Linked DNA regions of Sus scrofa: region 1 is linked to region 2. A link is a contact called in public HiChIP or PLAC-seq data. All regions are on one chromosome and are shown on one strand. Each heading gives the region's core, a stretch centred on a gene start, on an enhancer-like site or on the middle of the called end of the contact. The rest is flanking DNA. Distances are from core to core; before and after follow the strand shown. Region 1 holds the start of LYL1 (protein lyl-1). Region 2 has its middle 18 kb from the start of IER2.

What was found. HiChIP or PLAC-seq counts read pairs in DNA pulled down with a chosen protein or histone mark.
Region 1: a contact with region 2 is called in an H3K27ac HiChIP or PLAC-seq map of skeletal muscle. The contact joins the promoter of LYL1 here to the enhancer-like site in region 2. A contact is called at or near these places in 7 of 47 Hi-C or Micro-C datasets (alveolar macrophages, blood, embryonic fibroblasts and 3 more) and 2 of 2 datasets of contacts at active chromatin or transcription factors (alveolar macrophages and skeletal muscle).

What each region holds. Positions count from the first base shown.
Region 1 is chr2:65,947,951-65,953,205 of Sscrofa11.1, reverse strand. It overlaps LYL1 (protein lyl-1), which reads right to left and starts at 2,598. Exons shown (of 6, transcript XM_005652880.3): 1 at 1,654-2,598; 2 at 1,017-1,023; 3 at 594-708; 4 at 357-591; 5 at 182-273. The coding sequence starts at 687. TRMT1 (tRNA methyltransferase 1) reads right to left here. Exons shown (of 17, transcript NM_001243450.1): 15 at 4,488-4,607; 16 at 4,253-4,385; 17 at 3,883-4,059. The coding sequence ends at 3,910.
Region 2 is chr2:65,891,911-65,897,056 of Sscrofa11.1, reverse strand. No RefSeq gene overlaps it. Among named protein-coding and RNA genes, the nearest start is that of IER2, 18 kb to the left of the region's middle. Within about 2 kb of position 1,481, at least 53 of the 83 cell types and tissues checked have an H3K27ac peak or open chromatin away from gene starts, as enhancers often do. A contact at or near this core is called in alveolar macrophages, embryonic fibroblasts, liver and 1 more, where this site is marked.

The DNA of each region.
Region 1 (5,255 bases), core at 1,349-3,848, 55 kb before region 2:
TGTGGTCGTGTGGAACTGGCCATGGGTCTGTGGTTTTGCACATGGGTGTAATCTGAGTACTGAGCCCCCGTGTGGGCTGTCCTGTGTGTGTGTGCACTGGCAACACCTCTCCCTCTGGAAGGGTAGGGGACAGATGTGGGTCCCAGCAAAGACGGCTGTGGGAACACAAACCCATACTCACCCTCGGCCAGCTCCAGCTCACAGTGGCTTGGTCTCCGCTTCAAACGGCTGCTAGGAAAGATGCTGAAAGGTCCTGCTGGCCCAATGTAGAGGCTGTAAGGGGTCGTGGGTCACTAATGCTTTGTGGGTAAGGACCCTGGCCCCAGATTCCTCCCAGGTCCCAGTCCCCCACTGACCTGTTGAGGAAGGGGTGAGGGTGGTAATGCAGGGCCAGCGGGGGCGGGGTAGTTCCCAGGGTGGAGAGTTGCAGCAGCGGGGGACGGAGGGCACTTAGTTCCGTGCTGGCCATGGCTGCCCCTGGGGGCCTGGTGTGGCCCAGGCTGATCACTGGCACACCAGGGGGCAGCCTGGGTGGTGAGGAGCCTCTGTGGCCCACCTCCTCTGCCTTTGGGGGCCCCGGTGAGGCAGGCTTGGGGGTGGGGCAGGCACTGGGCTGGGGGCACACACCATCTTGGCCTTCTCCGTCATGGTGGGGCCCACCTCTGCCTGGGCCTCGGGTGGGCACATGGACCCCAAGGAGGAGCTCACCTGTGCGAGGAAGGAAGCCAGTAGAGTGGGGAGGGGAGAATCAGAAGCTACCCCCCACCCTTAGTCCATTTGAGGGTCCTCAAATGGGAGAGCAACGTGGCGTGGGGGAGGGGGGGAGGATGGCAGTTCAATAGGCAAAGGCTGATGGGGGATGGGTCCAGAAACTACCAGGACATGAGAGGGGGTCCAACACAAGGGCAGGAGGTGCCGGGCAGCGCTGAGCTCAGCAGTAGTGCTTCTGAGCTGTCGGTGAGGCTTCAGCTGTGGAGCCCCTGAGCAAATTCCCTTTTTCCAGAATCCTCTCTCACCTGGAGCCTGGAGGGAGGGACAAGGAAGGAAATCCTTGATGGACCCTGTGACCCCAGAAGGCTCCCTGTGACCCTCAGATCTGATCCCGAGATTCTTCATTGATACCATGTGACCTTGGAGTCCCTCCACCGTTTTGACTGCTCCATCACTGACCACTGTCCCCAGGCTGACCATGTGGCCTTCAGCTATAACTCTGAGGCTCTTCCCATTGTCTCCATGTCAGACTCTGAAAGTCCTCCGTAATCACTCCAATGACCACTCCCCCTAAAAACATCCCCCTTACTAACCTTGCAACCCCACCTCTGACACTATGACTCCAAATGCTAGCCCTACTGCCCAGTACAAAGTCAGGTTCCAGTCCTCCCTCTGGCTTTGGTGTCCTCCCACCCTCCCTACCCCATTAGCATTCACCCCTGTGCACCCTACTCACACAGCCCTGGTCCCTCTTGGCCCCATGGCCCAGCGTCCCAGCAATGTCTGGGATTCCTGACCCATCTGCCCTGTCTTCCCTAGCTAGGCAGTGGGGAAGCTGGCCTGACCTCTTACTTAGTGGGCCCCCCAGATGAATGAAGGAAGGAACGAATGAATGAATGCAGGTGGGTCCAAGATCCCGCTTCAGGCCCACACCACTCTTACCCCAGCACTGGTCCGGCTGCCTGCTGATGGGCCCTGATTCGGTCCTTCAGGGCCAGGATGCGGTTACGGCTTCAGGCAGGCGCTGCCACCCCGCTCCGGCCTCTGCGCTCCTTACCGCTGGCAGCTGGCCGCCTTGTCTGGGCCGTGGCATGGGGCCGCCTCTCTTCTTCGGCTCCCAAGGGCCACCGCGGCGGCAACAGCGTAGGTCCCTCCAGGGAAAGTGTGCAGCTCTGGGCCGCCCGCCCTCTCCCCGCCCCTGGCGGCCTGGTTTCCTCCCTCTCACCCCTGGCGCAGTGGCCAGAGGATGCTGGGCTAGTGCAGATAAGGGCCTGGCCGCGCCTGATAAGGAGCCGGGCTGACCCCGGAGGAAACCGGCAGGCGGGCAGGCGGGGATCTCCGAGCGCGCGCGGGCCTCATGGCCCCGCCCCCCGCTGGCACATGCTGGACGGTCTGTCACCCCTCAGGGCCTTACCTTCCGTCCCCCAGGCACTAGAGGATCCTGGCCCTAGTGCACACCCCTGGGCCCGAGGTGCCCAGATGCACACAGAAGAGAACCAAGGTAGGGCTGCAGTGGCCCCTATGTCACTCGGGTTTGTCCTCCAGCTTTGAATACCCCTTGCTGTGTCTGTACTCATGAGGGTGGAGAGCCCTTTCCGGCCCCGCTGGGGCCTCGTGACCTGGGGCCCCCTTCTCCTCACCCTGCCTGGTTCCTCTTTCTACAAAGTGCTTCCCGCGCCTTTCTGCCAACCCCACCCCGGTGTGGGGCACTGACTGGAGGGCAGTTCTGCCAGTCTGGCCTTGGGTGTCCACCCTAGGCAGGTGTCTTGGGCCCCCAGTGCACCATCCTCACCACCTTGCCAGGCCTAGGAGGGTGAGAGGAAGTGCCACAGCTGGGGGAGATTTCCTATGGTGCCAGAGCTGGCAGAACTTTCTCTAACAGGTGCCCCCAACAGGTTCCCACAGTCCTGGGCCTCTATATCACAGGATCACATAGTCCCAGCTTGGAGATCCCTGGCCCTCATCCCACGGTGCTGACCACTTCAGGGTGGGCAGCGACAAAGAGATGTGGAGTAAATAATCTTGGAATGGCGGTAAAACTCAAAATCCTGCCGGACCTCACGAAGAGAGGGCCACCAGATACAACTAAGTAATCAGTGGACAACACTGTTGTTTATCCCCAGCACCCTCCCACCTGGGTCGGTCAAGCTCTGCCCAGTGTGTATCTGGGTGACTGCAGGAGCCGCAGGTAGGCCCTCAGCTGCCACCATCACCACCCTCTTAGGAATCAGGTGAGGCTCAGGACCCCACAAGCCACAATCCTACTGTCCCAGAGAAGCAAGAGTACAGTCCTAAGCATCTGTTAACAGTGGTATCCAAGCTAATAGGATGGGTTCTGGAATTAGGTTCATTTTACAGATGGGGATGAAGCAAGGTGAAGGGTGCTTGCAGGTCCCACAGCTACCACGTGGCAGGATGGCGATTGGGCCCCAGGCCTCTCTGTTAACACACCAGCCCCCTGCCCCCCCCCGGGGGGGAGGGGTTGCAGCAAGCTGCCGGGTGCCTCAGTGTGCAGCCTGAGGGGCCGCAGGGCAGGAAGCACCTGGTCTGGAGCGGATGCGCAAGGCGCCTGGTTCCGGTCTGGCTTCCGCCAAGGCCCCAGCGGGGAGCCGGGAGCGAGAAGTCCATATGGGGGCGCGGTGGCTAGAGCACCCGCCTGTGCGCGTGCCCGCGTTCTGGGAGCACTGAGGGATGCTGGGAGGATGGGAGGAAGAGGAAGGGGGTAAAGGCCCTCGCGGGCGTGAAAGCACGGCTGCCGCCCCGTGGCCACCTCAGGAACCGCAGGTGCCGGCAAATGGGTGGCTGAGCACCTTGCAGGCAGATGATCAGCTCCCGCCTCCCCAGCACACAGAATACTCCATTCAGAAACACTGACAGGGAAGTTCCCTTGTGGTGCAATGGCTTAAGGATCCAGCTTTGCCACATATGTGGTGAGGGTTGCAACTGCAGCATGGGTTCAATCCCTCGCCCAAGAACTTCCACAAGCTGAGGGTGCAGCAAAAAAAAAAAAAAAAGAAACACTGACACACTGACAGGACCTCATTCAGGCCGGGACAAACCAACCCCAGAGGCACAGAGCTCCCCATGGAGTTAAAACAGATGGACAGACCCCAGACAGGCAGCTAGAGAGATGAGCAGAGCCCCTCAGGCAGATAGACAGACAAATGACAGTCAGGGGAAGGTGAAAACTTTATTCGCTCAATCTATGCCTAGACCAGAAGCAGCCCCAGGCCCAAGGGGGTTTTGACTGGGGGCCTCTGGACAGTCAGTGGGGGTAGCTTCAGCAGTGGCCTTGGGTGTCTGGGAGCTATGCGAGTAGCAGCACTGGTCCCCCCGTTGACAGGTGCCCTGGTGAGAGGTATGGTGGGTGTGAATGAACCCAGGCCTGGAACTTGGCAACCTCTGCTGGGTTCTTGTCCTAGATGGAGAGCTCACTCCCACACACTCACCTGGCCCTGGTTCTCCCAGCTCTGCCTGGCCCTGCCCTGTTGCTGGGAAGGGAACCCATGTGTGCTTCGGTGTGGGTTAGGGGGCACCTCACCTCCTTGAACCTCTTGCAGGGAAATGTCTTGAGCCGAGCAGCCCGCTGGGCTGGGTCCTCAGGTGGCTCTTTCCGCTTATTCTGGAGCAGCCTGCGTCTCTCTTCCATAGCTTCTTCGCCTGCTGCCTTGCCTCTGTGTAGGGATGTGAGTAACTGGGACTTCCCCTGGCCTTTGCCCTGACTCCCCCGCCCCCTGCCCCAAGCCAAGCCCCACCTCCACCCCACTCTTGCTCACCCTGGCCGGGCACGGGGCCGGGGACCCCAGTTGGCTTCGGGGTTGGCCTGGAAGCGCTTGAGTCCTCGCTGGCGGGAGCTGGGGTTGGCATCATCCCGGATGGTGAAATTGGCCTGCAGCCTGGGGAAATGGGGGTGGGGTCTGAAGGGCAACTGCCCCACGGCCTACCCACCTCTGTGCAGCTCCGTGTACCCTGGGAAAGCTGTGTGTGCAGATGTCAGGATTCTATCATTCATTTAATACACATTTGTTGATTGCCTACAGTGTGCCTAAAGCCTGCTGCTGGCAGAGCTGATTTTCTACCACATGAGACAGACAAGCAATGGGGCAAATCAGAAATCAGCAAATTGGAGTTCCCACTGTGGTGCCCCGGGATTGGCGGTGTCTCTGGGATGCGGGTTCGATCCCTGACCTGGCATAGTGGGTTAAGGATCCAGCACTGTGGCAGCTGTGGCGTAAGTTGCAATTGTGGCTTGGATCTCATCTCTGACCTGGCAACTCCATATGCCGTGGGGCAGCCAAAAAAGAAAAAAAAAAAAAAAATCAGCAAATTATATTGTATTAGGGCATGTGATGAGAGTTTGGGGGAAAAGAGAGCAGGGTGGAGGGACTGGGGAGTCTGGGAAGGAGTGCAGTGCAGGGCAGGGCAGCAGAACCACCTGAAGATGCTGAGAGAAAAGCCATGAGGGGACCTGCAGACAGCGCTATAAGCAGAAGGAAAGGTCATGCCAAGGCCCTGAGGGGGACTGTGCCTGGTGAGTTTGGGTG
Region 2 (5,146 bases), core at 232-2,731:
TTGGGGAAGTTTTAAGCTGAGGGTACATGCATATTCATGAAGGGGATTGGGCAGAGGAGAACGCAGTCTAGAACCTGGGCAAAGATTGACAGAGGCCAAGCTTTAGTTGACTGAAGTTGGCAGGGTCAACATCACCATTCGGTCCTCCTCCTGGGTGGGGGCCTTACTTCCTTCAGAACTTAAAGACATGTGTCAGATTGTTACGTATACTCCTGAGGAAGAATTAGGACCTTGTTTCCTTCTTCCTTTTTTTGGCTAGGGGTCAAATCAGAGCCACAACTGCTAGCCACCACAGCCACAGCCACAGCCACAGCCACTGGAACTTGGGATCTGAGCCGCATTTGCACCCTACGCTGCAGCTTGTGGCAATACCGGATCCTTAACTCACTGAGCCAGACCAGAGATTGAACCCACATCCTCATGGGTACTAATCAGGTTCTTAACCTACTGAGCTACAACGGGAACTCCAGGCCCCTGTTTCATCGCTGCACTATTGTTTCTTGACTGCTTTTCCTTCATTCCTGTGTTCCTTCACTTCCCTTTTCTATGTATTAATTTTTTTTTTTTGGCTGTGCTGCAGCATGCAAATGTTCCAGGGCCAGGGATCCACCCATTCCACAACAGTAACTAGAGCCGCAGCAGTGACAAAGCCACATCCTTAACCCACTGTGCCACCAGGGCATTCCTCTCACTTCCCTCAAGATCATTGATTACTGAGACCTGTTCAAGGGCAGGCATTGTAGCCAGGCTTAGACTGGAAAATGGCTTCGACCAAAAAAGGCTTCTCTTATGTCAAGAAAGCCATGTCTGGTTCTCTTTCTTCAGGGACCCCCTACCCTATCTGCTTACACGAGGTACCAGAGCACCTCCTCCTGCAGTCATGGCAACCAAAAATGTCCCCAGATGTGGCTACATGTTGAGGTGGGGTAGGGGTCAGGCTCACCACATAGGTGCCCTCCTCTCCACATGCCCCCTGCCCTGCTTCTCCACATAGGTAGCCTCCTGGAAAGTATCACTCTGTGTGTGTGTGTGTGTGTGTGTGTGTGTGCGCGCACGCGTGTATCTTTTTTCCTAATTTTTTTTGTTGTCGTTGTTATTGTTAATTTTGTGTGTGTGTGTGTTTTTTTCCAAAAACAGAAGTGGAGTCCTGGGGATGGAGGTTCTTGGCAGGTGACTAGCATCTTGGGGAGGGGTGTGGGGGGGCTGCCATTCTAGGCCATGTCCCCTTTTCTGGCGGGAGGGGTTCAGGTTCCCCAGTGCCTGGTGGGTGGAGACAGGCAGCTCTTTTCTTCCTTCCTGGTTCCCACGGGTGGGCGATGGCAGCAGAGGCGGCCCAGGAGCCAGAGGGCCGGAGGAGCCCCGACCTAGCCTCCGGATTTACTGGGCGGGTGCCCGGGTGTGTGCTCTGAGACCCCAGGGCCCTGTGGGTGTGGAGGAGAAACCAGAGGCTAAAGTAGGTCTCCCCGCCCGCCTGCCTGCCGCCCTCACTCCCCACCCAGCCCTGGCTGCAGGCCAGCAACTGCCAGAATGGTGACTCACAGAGTTGCTGAGTCCAGGAGAGAAACAGGGTGCAGTGTGTGTGGGGAGTCCCCCTCATCTGCACCTTTCCTAGCGCCCCCATTAGGACCAGGACCCTCAAGGCTACATTTTGCTCTCCCCACCTTCCACCCCTGTCAATGGGATTCCTTCCCTTGGCACCAGGCTGGGGCAGGAAGGCAGGGATGAGTGTGGGGCATGGAATGTCTCTGAGGCTGGAATATATTTAGGCCAGGATGAGAGGGTGTGTGTGTGGTGGGCAGCAGTCCTGGGTGCTGGCCTGGTGGGTGGGGGTAGGGGGGTGGGTGGCGGTGGTGGTGGCGAGGAGTGAGCCATTGTGGGGCAGTGCCTACCATCTCTCAAAGAGTTCCCGGGAATTCCCATTGTGGTGCAGCGGAAACGAATCCAGCTAGTATCCATGAGGATGTGGGTTTGATCCCTGGACTCACTCAGTGGGTGAAGGATCCGGCGTTGCCATGAGCTCTGGAATAGGTCGAAGATGCGGCTCAGATCCCAAGTTGCTGTGGCTGTGGCACAGGCTGGCAGCTACAGCTGTGATTCAACCCCTAGCCTGGGTACTTCCATATGCTGCGGCTGCGGCCCTAAAAAAAACAAAAGACAGAGTTCTCTGGTTTCCCAGGGGAATGCAGGGAGCTGGAGGCAGGGTGAGAATGACCAGGGGAGGCTCTAGAAATGGAGGCATGTCTGCACAGTACCGGACGGGATCATCTGCAGCGGAAAAGCCAGAGGTTCAGAGAGGTTAAGTGGCTTTCCCGAGGCTGCTCAGCGAAGAATTAAAGGCACCAGGGTTTGCCTGCTGGCCTGGCTGGCTGCACAGTGGGTGTGCTGTTTCCACATTCAAGCATGCATGCGTTCATCTGTGCAGCTTTGCGCATGGCCTAGCCTTTGCCTGGCAGGATGTGCAAGTGCAGCGTCTCCAAACCACAGCCCAGCCCCGGGGGCCACGTTCACTCATCTTCCCTGCAGGCCCTCGGGTTCAGAATGGTTTTACTTTTCTTTTTTTCTCCCCCCACTTCTGTGGCATTTGAAAGTTCCTGGGCCAGGGATCAAACCCGTTCCACAACAGTGACAATGCTTGATCCTTAAACTGCTGAGCCACCAGAAAACTCTGGTTTTTATATTTTCGCTTCTTTTTTTTTTTAGGGCCACACCTGCAGCATATGGATGTTCCTAGGCTAGGGGTTGAAGCAGAGCTGTAGCCGCCAGCCTATGCCACAGCCGCAGCAACACCAGATCCAAGCCGTGTCTGCAACATACACCACAGCTCACAGCAATGCTGGATCCTTAACCCACTGATCAAGGCAGGGGATTGAACCTGAGTCCTCGTGGATACTAGTCAGATTCATTTCTGCTGAGCCACAGGGGGAACTCCCCACCCCCCTCTATTTTTAAATGGCCATACTTGAGGCATATGGAAATTCCCAGGCTAGAGATTCCTGGGAATGTGCCTTCCCAGTGAACTGAGCTGCTGCAATCAGATCCCTAACCCACTGTGCCACAGTGGGAACTCCTGGTTTTTACATTTTTAAGCAGCTGAAAACAAAGGAAGAATATTCCATGAAGTGTACAAGTCATATGGAATTACAATTTCAGCCCTTGTAAATTACATATGCATGGTCATGCCCATTGGCGTCCATACTGTGGCTGCTTTTTTAAAAAAAATTGAGCTAAAGTACACATTCCAAGGAGCTCTCAATGTGGCTCAGCAGGTTAAGAACCTGACATAGTGTCCATGAGGATGCAGGTTTTGATCCCTGGCCTTGCTCAGTGGGTTAAGGATCTGGTGTTGCTGTGGCACAGGTTGCAATTGCAGCTCAGGTTTGATCCCTGACCTGGGAACTTCCATATGCTGCAGCTGGGGCCATAAAATTTAAAAAAAAGTCAGGGTCCATAAAGTGTTTTGTTTTTTTTTTAATGGCCGTACCCCTGGCATATGGAAGTTCCCAGGTCAAGGATCAAATCCAAACCGCAGCTGCAACCTATGACACAGTTGTAGCAACGCTGGATCCTTTTAACCCACTGGGCCTGGCTGAGGATGGAATCCACACCTCTGCGGTGACCTGAGCTGCTGCAGTCAGATTCTTAACCCAGTGCACCACAGTGGGAACTCCCCACAAATTTTTTTGTTTTTGTTTATTTTCCCCTGTGGCATGAAGATGCTTGATGTGGGATTTCAACCTCCAGAGCAGAAACTGAACAAGGGCCTCATTTTCACAGTGGTGAAAACACTGAGTCCTACTACTAGACCACCAGGGAACTACCATAAATAAAGTTTTATTGACACACAGCTCTGCTCATTCATTTACCTGTTATCTGGGCTGCTTTTATACTATGAGGCAGAGTTGAGTCACGTGACCGAGGCTGCCTGGAAATATGTCCAGTCTGGCCTTTTCAGAAGTTTGCAGACCCTTACTTTTTTTTTGTCTTTTTGTCTTTTTGTCATTTTAGGGCTGCACCCACGGCATATGGAAGTATCCAGGGGTCTAATTGGAGCCTCAGCTGCCCGCCTACACCGCAGCCACAGCAATGCCAGATTTGAGCCGAGTCTGCAAACTACACCACAGCTCACAGCAACGCTGGATCCTTAACCCACTGAGCGAGGCCAGGGATCGAACCTGAAACCTCATGGTTCCTAGTCAGAATTGTTTCCACTGAGCCACAGTGGGAACTCCTGCAGACCCCCTACTTTAAGGGTCCTGAGATCTGAGTTCACCTTGATGCTGACTCAGGGCTTCCTGGGATGTTTCCTCATTGGCAAAGCCAAGAGGCGAGTGGGAGTTGGAGTTGGAGGGACATGCCAAGGATTGGTGACCTGTGGTGTAGGTTGCAGACACTGCTCGGATCCCGCATTGCTGTGGCTCTGGTGTAGGCCGGTGGCTACAGCTCCAATTCGACCCCTAGCCTGGGAACCTCCATATGCCGTGGGAGCGGCCCAAGAAACAGCAACAACAACAACAACAACAACAACAACAACAACAACAAAAAACAGCAGGTTGAGAGTGGGCATAGCAGGAGCAGAGATGAGGCAGGATCTACCTCAAGTAATGGCCCCATCTAATCAGTCACTGGGTCCCATCTCCTGTCTCCGTGTTTCTCCCTTTCCTCTGCTTCCCCCTCCCCTCCCTGTCCCCATCTGTGGCACCATCATCTTTCACTGCCTTGGATCTGGAGATGTGCCTCACCTCCCTTATGGTCTTCTTGCCCCTCTCATCTCTTTGTTTCAGGGCAGCCAGTGAGCTTAATTTTTTTTCTTTTCTTTTCTTGTCTTTTTTTTTGCCATTTCTTGGGCCACTGCTGTGGCATATGGAGGTTCCCAGGCTAGGGGTCTAGTTGGAGCTATAGCCAATGGCCTACACCACAGCCACAGCATTGAGGGATCCGAGTCTGCGGCCTACACCACAGCTCATGGCAACGCCGGATCCTTAACCCACTTAGCAAGGCCAGGGATCGAACCCAAAACGTCATGGTTCCTAGTTGGATTCGTTAACCACTGAGCCACGACGGGAACTCCTCTTTTCTTTTTTTTTTTGGTCTTTTTGCTATTTCTTGGGCCGCTCCTGCGGCATATGGAGGTTCCCAGGCTAGGGGT